Linked DNA regions of Xenopus laevis: region 2 is linked to region 1. Evidence: chromatin contacts called from public Hi-C data. All regions are on one chromosome and are shown on one strand. The core of a region is the stretch at or near the end of the contact, and the rest is flanking DNA. Distances in the headings are between cores, read along the strand shown. Region 1 overlaps swap70.S (switch-associated protein 70). Region 2 has its middle 15 kb from the start of wee1.S.

The links. A called contact is a pair of places that touch in the nucleus more often than the background predicts.
Region 2: a contact with region 1 is called in a Hi-C map of the XTC cell line, with 2.3 times the contacts expected there. The contact joins two enhancer-like sites. A contact is called at or near these places in 3 of 4 Hi-C or Micro-C datasets (the XL177 cell line, the XTC cell line and animal cap).

The regions. Positions count from the first base shown.
Region 1 is chr4S:18,853,051-18,857,961 of Xenopus_laevis_v10.1, reverse strand. swap70.S (switch-associated protein 70) reads left to right here. Exons shown (of 12, transcript XM_018260292.1): 7 at 1,081-1,262; 8 at 1,942-2,049; 9 at 2,211-2,377; 10 at 3,991-4,189; 11 at 4,507-4,603; 12 at 4,777-4,911. The coding sequence ends at 4,889. Among protein-coding and RNA genes, the nearest start is that of swap70.S, 24 kb to the left of the region's middle. Within about 2 kb of position 2,226, at least 1 of the 7 cell types and tissues checked has an H3K27ac peak or open chromatin away from gene starts, as enhancers often do.
Region 2 is chr4S:18,909,943-18,914,880 of Xenopus_laevis_v10.1, reverse strand. No RefSeq gene overlaps it. Among protein-coding and RNA genes, the nearest start is that of wee1.S, 15 kb to the right of the region's middle. Within about 2 kb of position 2,525, at least 4 of the 7 cell types and tissues checked have an H3K27ac peak or open chromatin away from gene starts, as enhancers often do.

The DNA.
Region 1 (4,911 bases), core at 977-3,476:
GAAGGTTCTTGGACACTAGGTCATGAGTTCGTTACTCAGTCAGAATTCCTGTCATACTTAGCACAGTTGTCCCATATTTTTAATGATATGGCTGAAGGAAGTAACCACAGTGACTGTATGGGGGTGGGGAGTTGGTCACAGTTGGCATGTCTGGATGAAGAAGATGCCCAACTTGCCCACCAGTAGTAAAAAGTCTAAAGCATTTGGACTTTATCCGTTTTCATGAAAATGGCCCCTTAAGAACTGAAGAAGCCCTCGGATGAGTGGTGAAATAATTTCAAGAAAGTCTAGTTGCTTTAGACTTATTTCTACTACATAACGTATATCATGACCCGGATAACAGACCAATAAGTTGGTAGCTGATTGGTCCATGTGTGGTGCCTAAATGATGACCATCCCAGCTAATATATTTTGATGGTTGGTCACATATAAAGCTGTAGGGTTTTTAAGATTGGGTACATTCCTCTCCTGGTGGGCCTGCAGAGACCCTCAACCATTGGGAAGCCACTTGGAGAGCCACAGTGGGCAAAGATCCATTCAGTTGTCTACCTTTGGTCTTATGAAGTATTTGCAAGCCTATTGCAAATAAAATATAAGTTTAGAGGTTTGGTTATTAATCAAGGAACATCTATAACTTCTAGGACAGTGATCCCCAACCAGTAGCTCGCAAGCAACAAGTTGTTCACCAACCCCTTGGATGTTGCTCCCAGTGGCCTCAGAGCAGCTGCTTATTTTTCAATTCCCGACTTGGAGACAAGTTTTGGTTGCATAAAAAACAGGTGTACTGCCCAACAGAGCCTCCTGTAGGCTATCAGTCCACACAGGGGCTACCAAATAGCCAATCACAGCCCTTATTTGGCACCAACAGGAACCTTTTTCATGCTTGTGTTGCTCCCCAACTCTTTTTACATTTCAATGTGGCTCATGGGTAAAAAAGGTTGGGGGTGATCCACTAATGCTAATTTGGAGGATTAGAAGGACATGGAAATGTTGAAGGGTGGTTCCCAAAGACCCTGTCTGTCTTCTTGTTTGGACCTATCTACCTTGCCTGACCTATCTTACCTGCCTGATCTCCTGCAGCCATACAGACAGTGGTCAATCTGCGCAAGTTCCAACTCCCTCCACCACACAAGGAGGCTCGTCAGAAACGAAGGGCTTTGCGGAAGAAATTGCTGGCAGAGCAAGAGGCAATGGAGAAGAAGATGAAGGAGCTACAGCTGGCCAATGAGACCAAGCAGCAGGAGTTAGAAGTCACGAGGAAGGTGAGAGCAAAGCAATAGTGGATGGGGTTCTTTGTCTATGAGAAAAGTCTTTGACACTGGCTCTGCTCATTGCTCACATACCTATACTCACCTTTAATTAATGATATCTGCCACAAGCAGAGGGATTGTCATAGACTATTCTTTGGAAATGTTACCGAGATGAAATGCCTTAAGCACCATTATATCTCATATTATTGACATCATTTGGAAACTCAGACAACACTCTGGCACACTAATGAAAATTCTAAGAGACTGTGTGGGGTGCCAGACTACAGGTTGTCCAGTTGGAGGCCCACAGCCTGCCTGGTAACCCTCCAGGGCAGCTATATGTCCCTTGGTCAACCTATGCGCCCCTATAGACTTCTCGTTATGACTATTTCGAGAGTTTGGCCACATCATGGAAGACGTTGGACAGAACTTGCGGTGCTGGTCAGCTACCATTATCTTCAAGTTGACAAGTAGGACGAATCGGGCAAAATTTCACCAGAAACAGCTGCCCCTCATGTGGCCACAAGTTCGCTTGAGTTGTGGGAGAATTCAGTGCACTCCAGGTATATTAGACGGTGACTTGTGTTCACAATTACACTTTGCACACGCCACGTGGGTTCATAAATGAGCCAAATTGTGTTCTTCATTTTATTGAGCCAAAAATCCAAAAATTTTCTTTTTGTTTTACCAGGAACTGAGGGAGGCTGCGGCTCGTGCCATGGAAGAAGAGCGCAAACGGCAGGAGACGCAAACGCAGTTACAGGACCGGTTCCAAACAGAAATGGAACGAGAACTTTTGGTAAATAGATCCCTTGTGCCCCAGAAATATACATAAGCCACCCAGGGGTGCTAATTCATTTTACTAGAGGCTGCCGACCATGTTGTATCTCAGCACCCCTGGCAGGGACTGGCCTGGGCAATGGCGGGTAAAGCTAAGGTGTCTTTTTGTAATCTGAACAGATCCGTCGGCAAATGGAAGCACAGGTTGCACAGAAATCGAATGAACTACAACAGAATCTAATTCGTGTCCGGGAGTTGGAGGAAATGTACCGGAAGCTTCAGGAGGCGCTGGATGATGAGAAGCAGGCGCGTCAAGAGGAGGAGAACGCCAGGCTCCATCAGGCACGGTATGGACTTCTTCTCCTGTCCATCTATTGGCTGCGTTTCTCTGCTCCTTTCTTCTGATTGGTGAAATCAAACACTTTCAGTTAATAGCGACTTACACTAAAGTGTCCATAGCAAATGGGGCAGGTTTTTGGCTGAGGTCATCCAACTGCTGCTTCCTAATGACCGGACCCAGGAACAGCACCAGATTTATGGACCTTGTGTATTTCAGTGACTGTGTTGGAGACAGAAATAGCAGCAGCACACTTTGTACCCAAGATAAAGGTCTAATCTGTAATATATGTGATGGATTTACTAACTCCAAACAACAACATATAAAACTCACTCAAACACATTCATACACACGCGTACACATTCATGCACACTCACTCTTACACACCCATGCACACTCACTCTTACACATTCACACACACGCTTACACACTCACTCTTACACACTCACTCTTGCACACTCACTCTTACACACTCATGCACACTCATGAGCACACTTGTACACACTCACAAACACTTAAGCACACTTTTACACACTCATGTACACTCACTCATGCACACTCAAGCACATTTACACACTCAGACACAGTAATGCACACTCTCAGACACTTGTGTACACTCAAGCACATTTGTACACACTCATGTACGCTCACTCATGCACATGTACACTCCTCATCACCCACAATGAATCACAGATGATTAGTGCTCAGAATTAATTCACAAGTTCCCTGCTACATACACGTTACAGTCATTTCAAATCAGAGCAGAACTTGTCATCATGGCTTATGTTTTTGACATCATGTGTATTTGCCAATCTTATCGCTGACCCTATTGTGTCCAAAGCTTTTTTTCATGAGAAATCATCTGCTCTACATAATTATGAGCATCAGTTACCCTCGGGCGGTTACACTATCTTTAAGTGTTGGAGTTTTTTTGCTCAATATTTATATATATTTATATTGGCTGCCCAATTAGAGGTCCTTACAGTTCTTTGTATATTGTAGGGTAATGGCGCCACCTAGTGTGGAATAACAGGACTTCATGAAATTGACTTTATACTGTAGAAGAGTAGAGGGGGTTTTGTTCCCAAGCCCTCTCTTTTATTGATTATTGACTGGGCTTTAGCTTCTTATTTCAAATACTGAATCCATCTTATTTTACTTGTTTCACAACAAACCCACTAATGCTAAAAACAAAACAATACTTAACTCATGGTAATCCAGGTCTCCTGTTTCTATAACCCTGGGGGAGGGACTGACCCAGGGATTGGTGCAATGTTAGTTATTGTTGCCCTTAGGCTGTATAATACACTGACAGGTGGGTGGCAATAGATAGATAGACAGACAGACAGGCAGGCAGACAAACAGATAAATAGCTTGATAAATGACAAACATATAGATATATTAATGACAGATAGATCTCAAAGAGATTGTTAGATGACAGATAGATGGCAGATAAATAGATTGATAGATGACAGATAAATGATGATATATAAACAACAGATTTCTAGATAGATGACAGATAGATGATATGTAGATGACATATTGATAGATGACCAATAGATGACAGATAGATAAATAGATTACAGATATAATGAAAGTTACTGACATGAGTTTGGGGTGCAGGCTTCTGGAAGAAGAGGCAGCCAAGAGAGAAGTGCTGGAGAAGCTCCATAAGGAGCAGGAGGCGGCCATTAAAATGACGGAGGCGGAGAAGAAGGAGCTGGAGCAGATCCGCGAGGTGAAGGAGAAGGCTCTGCAGGATGCCATGCAGCAACTGGAGCAGCTGGAGAAGGAACGGATTCTGGCGCTAGAGCAGTACCAGGTGAGAGCCTCAGTACCGCTATTGGAAATCATAGAGCCAGCTAAGCAGAATGAGGCCCCAATTAAATGAATACATGTTTATAGCATACTTGTTCATAAGACTAAACCCAGGTTCCCCACCGTCCCAAATTCCACATGTCCCCCACAAGCCCCTATTGTGGTCCATAAATTGAACCTTGGTACCTGTGGGTCCCCTACTGCCTCTACTAACCCTTCCTCCATGCATCATGACTTGAACCTCATGGGTCACCATATATTAACACATTTTGGCCAATATGACTGCCAGGTGATAATATTGTGCAACTATCCTACTTGCAGCAAGTGTCAAAGAATCTAGAGGAGGCCACCAGCAAGACCAGATCTTGGAAAGACAAAGTACTGCAACATGAAGGGTTAATGCGACTAATACAACCAGGTTGGTGAAATGGGTGTGTTTGGGGGTGAGAAATTGAGCTTGGAAGATTTTGAGGTTTCTTGAAACCTTTACGAGTTTGATATTTGCAGTACCACATTTTGCCTTTTTTCCCCTATAGGAAACAATAGAATAGCGCCACCTTTTAAATCTGATTTCCTCTATGTGCAATTTAGGTTCAAAGAATCCGGGGCTTGTGACAAACTGGGGACCAGCGTCATTCACCCAAGGAGAACTGGAGCAAAGAGAAAAGTCTTGGCAAGAGAAGAGGAGCCCCAGTACAGACTAGCACCCAAGGGTGCCAGAACAAA
Region 2 (4,938 bases), core at 1,276-3,775, 57 kb before region 1:
CCAATGCCCTATTGCCCTTCTTTAGCAACAGATTCTAGACCAGTGATCCCCAACCAGTAGCTCGTGAGTAACATGTTGCTCTCCAACCCCTTGGATGTTGCTCCCAGTGGCCTCATAGCAGCTGCTTATTTTTTAAATTCCTGGCTTGGATTCAAGTTTTAGTTGTATAAAAGGTGTAATGCCGAACAGAACCTCAATGTAGGTTGACAATTCACATGGGGCTTCAAAATGGCCAATCGCAGCACTTATTTGGCACCCCAAGAACATTTTTCATGTTAGTGTTGCTCCCCAACTCTTTTTACTTCTGAATGTTGCTCACGGGTTCAAAAGGTTGGGGGTCCCTGTTCTATACAGACAATCTTGTCCTCTCCTCCCTTTAGTTGCTTTAGGTGCCGGCTCACTGGTTGCGTGTATTAGGGACACTGGGCAGCAAAGCTTGGTCTAAAAGCAAAGGTTGGCCTAAACCTGCTGACCCAAAGGTCCTGAGGGTATCAGGCCAGCCCATCACTAATACACAACCAGCCAGATGATCAGCATTCGATGGAAATAGAGGCTGTCCTTTATTATATAACTTCTATAAATTCTATTAAACATTGGGGTAACAGTCACCCTGCTATAGTTCCAGGGGTACCCAGGGCAAAAATAAGCACTCACCCCAATTCTCTCCCTAATTGGCTTTAGGCTGAGCCCCCTTAGCTCATAACAAGGTTACAGATATATAGAAACATTGGGGTAACAGTCACCCTGCTATAGTTCCAGGGGTACCCAGGGCACAAATAACCTCCCACCCAAATCTCCCCATAACTGGCCTTCAGGCTGGACCCCCTTAGCTCATAACAAGGTTACAGATATATAGAAACATTGGGTAACAGTCACTCTGCTATAATAGTTCCAAGTGTACCAAGTGTTGGTAAGTCAGTCCCATTGTGTATTACAGGTTGCTGATACCCCAGAGGTGCGGAGGTGGTAGGAGACAGAACTCAACTTCCCCTTTATGTCCTGTATAATTAAATCTTCCCCTGGGCAAGAGGCCAAATCACTCAATTCACCCTTTGGGTTACACGTGCCTCATGGGAGAGAACTGTCTGTAGGCATCTACCTTGTTACACAGAAGCCTTTGCTCATTAGCAACCACTCCTCGGTAATAATAGATCTGATGTAGCCACAGGGCTTGGGAATCCCCATAAGCCTCTTTCTAAGTCACCTTTGCTTGGGTTTGGGAAGAGAAGTCTTTGTAGAGTAAACAAAAGACATTAAAATGGTGTGACGAAGCCCAGGCCCCCTCCGGTAAGTAAAAAACTAGTTTAACCTGAAATTCCAGTTTTTTCCCGGACTCTTCATGGTTCCTTGATAGCAAAGCCGAAGTTTGCACCCGGTGCAGAGCCACAGTCATGCTGAGGGATCTGCATGGATTTAGATATCACAATAGAATGCCGCACAGAATATTATATTGTAGTTATATTTATGTAGTGGAGGAGGATTAGACTAGAAGGAGATTTTTAGTCTGATGTCCTGATGTCACAATGGGTGCCTTTGAACATTCATTTTAAGTTAAAATGCCCCTCTAATTCTAGCTCCATGTAGCAGAGGGCTGCATGAGGCACAAACCAAGGAACCTCCTCAATTGGCCTTTCCAAAACAGACCAACATTTTTTGATCTAATTAGACAAGGTCCTAGACTCAACAGTCATATGGCAGTGGCTGGATCCTCTTGGTAATGTTAAGTTCCCTTCATCCTCAGGGGACCAGCACAAGTTTAACATTTAAGGGTTCCCGTGTATCAGACAAAATAATAATTTGAAGGGCCCTAGAAATGGTGCAAACTGTACCCCCCAGATGATGGCCCTGGTTCCTACTGGAATGAAGACCAATAAAAGCAGACCAAGATCTCTATCTTCTGCCATCAGTGTTGATCTCTATTCAGACTCACAGGAGAGGCCAAACAATTCACACACAGACTTGTCAAGGAATATACTAGGTATCCCCAATGGCCATCTCAGTAGATTGTAAGCTCTACAGGACTGGAATCTGAAGTAAAGGCTTACTACAAAGTTCAGGGATTCTTAAAAAAAAGTATATTTGCAATATAGGGATTTAATTTTTTTCTTACAACTGACTAGTTATAGTCTCAGGCGCACCTGGGTGCATCAATAACCCCAGAAATCAGTTGGCGCCCCTTATCCTGCTGTGAACGTTGGCTTCCAAAGCAGGCTGAGCTCTTCTAATCACGGGGGAGATGCTTCCAGCACGAGCAATGGCCACCCATGGACAGACACATGATCAGGTGACACTTTGACACCCTCTTGCAAATTCAGCTGCCGGGTCACTTCCTTGCCCCCCCCCCGAACAACTTTTGCAGCTGCACTCACAGAGGGATAGATCAGCTGTCTGTGTGTGTCCAGACTCATAGGAGGCTGTGGGTCACAATATGAAGCAAGTAAACACCACGGAGGTACACAGCAGTTGCAACATGTCGTTTTTAATCAGTTAGTGCCATGTTTCTCTGCCAATGTGAATGACCTCCCAGAGGTTCTGATTCCTGTGCTGTTGTTGTCACCTCCTGGTTGGGGATAGGGTGGCTGCCACGTGAACTGGAGGTCAGGCTGTTCTATTAAACTGTCCAACCCTATCGCTTGGTGAGTTTCCAGCTGCCCTGTCAAGACCCTTCATTGTGATATCACTAACTGCCTTATAATGTGGAGTTGAGTTGATTACAAAGCTTTGGCATCTGAGCTTGGATCTTCCAATGGAGAACTAACTTGTATATCAACCTGAGCAGTCAATGGGCAGCCTAAGGGTCTTACAGATGAGCGCTGATCATGTATCCCACTTTGTTCCCTGTAAGAGCCCTACTAGGGGGCAGTTTGATGATACTGACACAGGGCAGTAAATGCTGCCTGCTGATTGGTTGCTGGTAGTTAGTAGAAGGTTCGAGTAATAACACTCTTCTGTAAACACAGCTGGGGGGGTAAATATTTCTCCCCCTTGATAAACGATATGGGGGGAGGAATCACAAAGCTACGCAGCCTGTAAATATTTGCACCCAGGGGTCAATAGACCACCCTTAAAAGGAATGTTTCGTGTGCTGACCGTATGTTTGGATTTAGCACGTAGTTTGCACTAAAAGCAGCTTTCCTTTGCAAGAATTTAGGAGTGACTATCAGCAGAATAACTGACTTAACCATGTAAGTGCCAGGCAGGTGACACTTGGTGCTTGGCAAACAGGTGTCTCAGCTGACACTTTCAGCAGAATAACTGACTTAACCATGTAAGTGCCAGGTAGGTGACACTTGGTGCTTGGGAAACAGTTGTCTCAGCTGACACTTTCTCATGGATTTGGTCCCTTGGGGGAGGGTCTACTGCTCCCGTCCTTGTGTGATTTCCCCTCATTAATTAATTGTCTATGTCTCCCCCCCAAACTTGTGCCTGTCAGGGCTGTCACTGGAGTTTTGCTGATGGGAAAATCCCGCAATTCCCAACTAACATCTGAAATGTACCACCGTCCTGTTTTAATTTTCCAACTCTAGCACCAGGCTGTGAAGTGGCCCCTTCCTCCCACTTATTAGCAGAGGGGAACAGGGGGGGGGCTGGGAATGTAAATTCTAAAAATGATCTTTGGGCTTCTCCACATCCAATGGGTGGGCCACATAGCGTCGGGGACCTGGGCCAACAATCGGATCAGAAGTGGAAGTGGTTTGATGCGCCGGGGAGGGGGGATTTTAATACTATAGAGCAAGCTGACCCCGGGCAGGGTCGGACTAGAGCATTGGGGGCCCACCGGGGCTACGACACCAAGGGCCCTCATAGAGTCCCCAGGGGCCCCCTCCTGACTTCCAAACCTCTGAGCCCCCCCCGCGCCTTTGCAAACGCTGACCGCGGGGTCTGCTTTCTCTATAGTTACACCACTGTACCCCGATAAGATGATATACCCTCAGCAGAATAATGCCACATATGCTGATTGCACTCACCCACTCCCATGCAGCTGCCCCAGTGCAGCCCTATCATTAAGGAGGAGGGTGCTTAACTGTTTTCTGCCTCTCCCAGTTATTTTATCTGTTCCCTTTTGTGATTGGCACAGAGACGCACCCTGAGCCCCATAGAGCTCACTCTAAAATAAGGTCTTAAAAATGCCCAGATAAATATGAACCCCCCTTGAAGGACCCCAATTTGCTCATGAAATGAGCTCAGATAAGGGAAAATATCAGGGTATTGGCCATTCTCCCCATATGATCAAGGGTATAAGAACAACTGTGGGATATTCACTGTATGATATATATATATATACAGGGCCGCCATCAGGGGGGGACAAGGGGGACAAGTGTGCCGGGCCCAGGCATGAAGGGAGGTCCGGCAGTGCTGCAGTTTTGAAAGAGCCGGGCTCCCCTTGTGAGTGCTGAAGCCTGCGGCCAGCCGAACAGCCAAATATGTGGAAGTGCCGAAAAGCCGAACAGCCGAACTCCTGAAGCGGCGAAAAGACGAAAGGAGGCGAAGTTGAAGTCCTGAAGCCATGAGTTCAATTCTACTGAATACCAATATGTGTTTTTTTTTTTTAATCCCCTGGCCACCAATGTATTATTTTAATATTCTATAGGCCCCTGCCACCAATGTTTATTTAAAAAAAATTTTTTGGGGCCCCAATTTTTTTAACTTGATAAGGTGGGCCCTGGCACCAATGCTTTTAAAAAAAAACTTTTATGGGGGGCCCTGGCGCCAGTGTTATTTTTTTAAAACTTATAAGGGGGCCCTGACCATCAATAGCTTTTTATAACTTGTGTGTGTGGGGGGGTTACTTTTTTAGCGCTGATGTCTGTGTGGTCTTTTAACTGTGATGTGAAGTGGGCGGAGTCTGGGCGGGGCTTGGGTGCCAGGGTTGGAGGGGCCCAGGGGGCCCCGAAATGTGGTTGTACGGGGCCCAGTGATTTCTAATGGTGGGCCTGT